2 separate regions of the Zea mays genome follow, and region 1 is linked to region 2. A link is a contact called in public Hi-C data. All regions are on one chromosome and are shown on one strand. Each heading gives the region's core, a stretch centred on a gene start, on an enhancer-like site or on the middle of the called end of the contact. The rest is flanking DNA. Distances are from core to core; before and after follow the strand shown.

What was found. A called contact is a pair of places that touch in the nucleus more often than the background predicts.
Region 1: a Hi-C map of tassel shows a contact between it and region 2, with 2.4 times the contacts expected there. The contact joins the promoter of LOC100273089 here to the promoter of LOC103627315 in region 2. A contact is called at or near these places in 3 of 25 Hi-C or Micro-C datasets (ear, leaf and tassel).

Annotation. Positions count from the first base shown.
Region 1 is chr5:178,534,737-178,537,489 of Zm-B73-REFERENCE-NAM-5.0, forward strand. LOC100273089 (Pentatricopeptide repeat-containing protein) reads left to right here and starts at 1,492. Exons shown (of 1, transcript NM_001147538.1): 1 at 1,492-2,753. The coding sequence starts at 1,533.
Region 2 is chr5:178,320,746-178,323,556 of Zm-B73-REFERENCE-NAM-5.0, forward strand. It overlaps LOC103627315 (RING/U-box superfamily protein), which reads left to right and starts at 1,271. Exons shown (of 4, transcript XM_008647621.4): 1 at 1,271-1,761; 2 at 1,903-2,811. The coding sequence starts at 1,738.

The DNA.
Region 1 (2,753 bases), core at 242-2,741, 210 kb after region 2:
CATGATTGATATTCAAACATCTGTTGTGATACAGATTAAACTTTAATGAGGGGAACTAAACATCCCTAAGTTCAAAGTTCTCAAATGAACTGCAGAATCTAAACAATAATAAAGTTCTACTGATGTAGTATATGAAGCATCAACTTGAAATGCATTTCCAATTTGAAATGAGCCAAACCCATTTTCCTCCCTATTCATTTGCATTGCCTCAGATTCAGATTCTCCATTATCCTCAAGGATCTCATTTTCATTAACAACTGACAAAGCTACGACGCGTTCTTTTGCTTATTGGATGCTCACTAGTAGTCTGATCTTCTAGCACGTGCAGCAGTAGCTCTTGGCAAATTGCGCCCACTTAAACCTTAAGATACACCAACTGCGGCAACTACACGAACACATGTTAAATCACTAACACCACCTGCTGAATATGTTTAATTAGTCGCATTGGGCAATTTGCATCCAACTTCATAAGGACAATGGAAGAGACTTTTGTAGACTCCTCTTAGCCAACTTCATAAAAAACCTAAAGGATGTTCGATTTTTATGGACTAATTTTTTTCCTACAATTTATTCCATTTTAATCTATAAATTATCAAATACGAAAGCTAAAATAGAGTTTTAGTTTCTATATTTGACAATTTAGGGACTAAAAATTAGACCCTAGAAACCAAACACTCCATAAATCTAAATCTATTTTTTATAATCCAAATTTAATAGAGCTAGAGCGTTTGAAATGGATTGTTAGAGCATCTCTAAGAGACTCTTTATTTTTAACTCTCTATTTGACTCTATTTATTTTTTCATCAAAGATTAAACTCTATATATAGCATTTAATTCTAACAGACTCTCTAACATGCATGTTAGTTTAGAGTGGCTAGCCAAACTTGGCTAGTGAGAGAGCCAATTTAGAGAGTCGGATAGTTTGGCGAGTTGGATGACCAGTGTGTTAGAGAGTTATTTTGCTATTAAGTAATTAAATTTTAGATTGACAAGTCATTTAGCTAGTCTCTTAAGAATGCTCTTACACATCAGAGCTATGGTGAGCTATCCCGAATAATTGATATTTTACCACTCACAATGTTGCTTTCTTGTTATAGTTATCATAATATACTCATAGATCTAATGATAATTTTACGAACCCCTTTTAGTGTAGAGAATATATATGGTGCACATAGATGTTTAGTGCACATGATGCACATATTAAATCATCACCACTCATTTTAGATCTGACATCTCTAGTTGTTTAATATATTTTACTAAGGACATGGTAGGGTGTAGTGATAGAAGGTGTTATTTGTAAATTACAATGATCAACCATAGACGTTAAATTTGAGATGAATAGTAATAATTTAATATGTGCACCCTGTGCACTAAACTTATATATGCATGAGATATGTCCTCTTTACTTCTTCAGTGTAATGCCAAATATACATTCTCTGGAGCCAACGGTCCGTAAAGCTCACCAGTGCGTCGGCCCATTACACCGCTGACCTTATCGTCGCCGCTGGGCGCTGCCTCGTCGCCCGACACCGATGGCCGCCGCACCTCCGCCTGCTGCGCTGCCGTCCCACATGTCCGCCGCTCTCATCACCTTGCCCTCCTCCCACTCCTATCCTTCCCTCCCCGCGCAACCCAAGCCCCCAACCCCCAGGCCCCCTCAACTCCACCTCGTCCCCCGCGTCGCCGCATACCCCGCCGCATCCGCGGCCACCCCACGCCGCAAAGCCTCCTCCGCTTCCGCCACGGAACGTCTCCGCGTTCTCGTACGCCGTGGCGAACTGGACGATGCCCTCCGCCTCGTCGACTCACTCGCGGGCCTCAACCCACCCTCGCCAGCCGCGGTGGGGCCCTGCGCCGCGCTCATCAAGAAGCTCTGCGCGTCGGGCCGCACAGCGGACGCGCGCCGCGTGCTGGCTGCGAGCGGGCCTGATGTCATGGTCTACAACGCCATGGTGGCGGGCTACTGCGGGGCCGGGCAGCTCGACGCCGCGCGCAGGCTCGTGGCGGACATGCCCGTGGAGCCCGACGCGTACACCTACAACACGCTCATCCGAGGCCTCTGTGGCCGCGGCCGAACCAGCAACGCCCTGGCGGTGCTCGAGGATATGTTCCGCCGCGGCTGCTTGCCCGACGTCGTCACGTACACCATTCTGCTCGAGGCCACCTGCAAGAGGAGCGGGTACAAGCAGGCCATGAAGCTACTCGATGAGATGCATGACAAGGGGTGCGCCCCGGACATTGTCACCTATAATGTCGTCCTCAATGGTATCTGCCAGGAAGGCCGGGTTGAGGACGCAATGGAGTTCTTGAAGAACTTACCGTCCTATGGGTGCGAGCCGAACACTGTTAGCTACAACATTGTGCTGAAGGGTTTGTTCACTGCAGAACGGTGGGAAGATGCCGAGAAGCTCATGGAAGAGATGGCACACAAGGGTTGCCCTCCGAATGTGGTAACATTTAATATGCTCATCAGTTTCTTGTGTCGTAGAGGATTGGTTGAGCCCGCAATGGAAGTTCTTGAGCAGATGCCCCAGTACGGATGCACGCCTAATTCATTGAGTTACAACCCGCTTCTTCATGCCTTCTGCAAACAAAAGAAGATACATAAAGCAATGGAATTTGTGGAACTAATGGTGTCCAGGGGTTGTTACCCAGACATCGTTTCATACAACACTCTACTTACAGCACTCTGCCGCAATGGGGAAGTTGATGTTGCTATTGAATTGCTTCATCAACTCAAGGACAAAGGCTGT
Region 2 (2,811 bases), core at 21-2,520:
ATGTTTTTAGTGACCATATGCACGATCTCAAAGTCGCTAAACCCATACCGTGAATGTCCTTCCCCCTCCACAAAATATCACAAAGTCTTTCAAGGGGCGCATAGAGAGCAACCTCGTCAGATGGGAAAAGAATGGACGGAGGAGGATAACCTTCTTAGCTAATTTCCACATTCGTTTTTTTTTTGTTTGCCGACTGAATTTTCTCTTCTCCAGAAGCAGTCCCAAAATAATTTTGGTTGCGAAGTAAACGAGAGAAAAAAAGAGCAGGCCCAGGCAGAGAGTGAACTGTCATTGTGAGATGGTAGTTGCAGTTAGCTAGTCAATCACGTCCGTGTCGTCGTGGTCTCGCTCAACAGTCGCGTCGCGTGCCAAGCCAAAGCCAAAGCAAACCAACTTGCTGTCGAAATGAGCACACCACCAGCTTCTCTATCGGTCGTTTCATCATCGATCATGTCCTGCACTGCAGGACTGCACCCCTCACCTTCCGATCGCTGGGCGATCCTGCCTGCGTCTCCCTATCCACCCTTTAATTGCATTGCAGCTATTTCACCTCCATCGCTACCAAATAGCAACGGTTAACCAAACTTGATTTTTTTTTCTTTTCTTCTTCCCTTGACAACACCATCTGTTGTTGCCGCGTGGTTTGTTATTAAGGTATAATAGTTAACCCACCTTTTCAATGGAAATCAAACCTAGATCTACCTACCAAATACCATCTATCTATAAAGTGGCAGTGGCAGTACCGTGCCGTGCGTACCGTGGATTTATTAATTTTGGATTGGATTGGATTAATTGGAAAGCAAATGCAAGCATGCAGCAGCACCATTGGCTGCCAATTGAGCCGTGTTAAATAGACCGTGATTAAGCACGCCACGACCCATAATGCTTTGACACAGTACATACACGATTTATATAGTGCCAATGCTAACACGACATGGTATAGCGCTCGTGTTTGGGTAGCCACCCCGACAAGATGGGCTGGCACGAGCATATCATGATTAGATACGGCTTAGACCAGCTGGTGTCATAGATATGATTGTGATGTGTGTATGTGATTGTGAATTGTGATTTGTTATGACTTCAAACATAATAAATTCACTTTTTTTAAGCTCCTAAAATGAAATAGTGCCTATCATATAGTATCGGCACAACACGGTGTCGACACGAGTACTAATCGTGCATAATAGTTTTGTGTCTAATAATATTAATGGCAGTGATATGTCGTGTGGCCTATTTAGCCATCTGTAGATGTGATATGGATTGGCTGGGTAGCAATCATCAGAAGGAGAGCCCTCGACCATAGAACGGTTTGTCTTTTTTTTCCTTGTTCAATTACTATCGAAATAAAATTCTCTCTTTTTCTATGGATTTAACTTGTAACAGCGAAGAGAAGGAGAGCCTCTCCACCCTAGAAAATTTCTTCTTTTTTCTTCTTGATTATAATCGATACTAGATTCTTTCTTTCACAGAGACGACTGACTTGACTCTAAAAAACATTGTCAATCTAAACTTATTTCTTTTTAAACATATCAAATCAATCTAATCAAATCTGACCAGGACACCAGGCACTGTTCACGCGCGACCCTGCCGCGTGGGGCCCTGGCCGGGCTCCCCTGCCATAACAAACAGGATGCGAGGTTTTTCTTCAATTCGTCGCAAGTGCTCACTGCGCGTGCTCGAGCTCGCCACACACACACACACGGCTACCTCCTCCAGCTCCGGGTCGCGTCGCGCGCCATGGCTCTTCCTAAACATTCACAGGTACACTTTGGGTGGGTGGGTGGGTGCTTCCATCGTTCCTTCTTGATCCAACTCTCTCCATGTTCACTAGAGCTTTAATTTGATCTCGACCCATCCATCAGGCTAGTTAGCTTACTGATTCGATCTGTGTTGCGCGCGCAGGGGGCGGGGGCAGAGGTGGCGGCGGACGGCTCCACCTCCACCTCCACTTCGCCCGTGGAAGACGATGGCGGCACATTAGATGATCTGGGACAGGGGCAGCGGCAGGGCCATCACGAAGAAGACAACGACGACGACCATCACTTCTCCTCGTCCTCGTCCACCGGGAATAAGCATAAGCAGACGAGCTGCCTCCTGCCAGCACGCAGCCTGAGATCAACAGATGAAGCAAGCCATAGCCAGCAAGCAGACTGCGGGGTCCGTTCGCTATCCTTCTCCAAGATCTTGAGCTTCAGAATGTGGGCGCCCGGCGGCTCCAGCTCCCCCACCTGCTTGGAGGATTACATTGCTGGTCAGCATCAACTAGAGCACGATGATGATGAGGCCGACAAGCTGATGAAGCAGGTATGTCGGTCGCAGTCCGTGCCAGCTACGAGCGTGGCCAGGCGGCGATCCAGCGGCACCACCGCAAAAGGGAAAGGGTCGAGGAGAGTGGCAGACTCCAGCTCCCTCAGGCGCCTCAGAGTGGTGCCACTGCGTGTTCCTCTTCCTCCTCCTCCACCTCTCCAAGATGAGGCCGCAAGGGGCACCGCCGATGCTATTGCTACTACCGTTACCACCGGAGAAGAGGAAGAAGATCAAGACATCGCGGCTGAGGAGGCGGTGTGCCGCATCTGCATGGTAGCCCTGTCGGAGGAGGCGGTGTTCAAGCTGGAGTGCTGCTGCAAGGGCGAGCTGGCCTTGGCGCACAGGGCGTGCGCCATCAAGTGGTTCAGCATCAAGGGCAACGGCAGCTGCGACGTGTGCAGCCAAGAGGTGCTCAACCTTCCAGTCACCCTGCGACGCCTCCCGGACCATCCGTCCGTCATTCAGGCGGCGGCGGCTCTGGCACAGGCACAGGCGCAGGCGCAG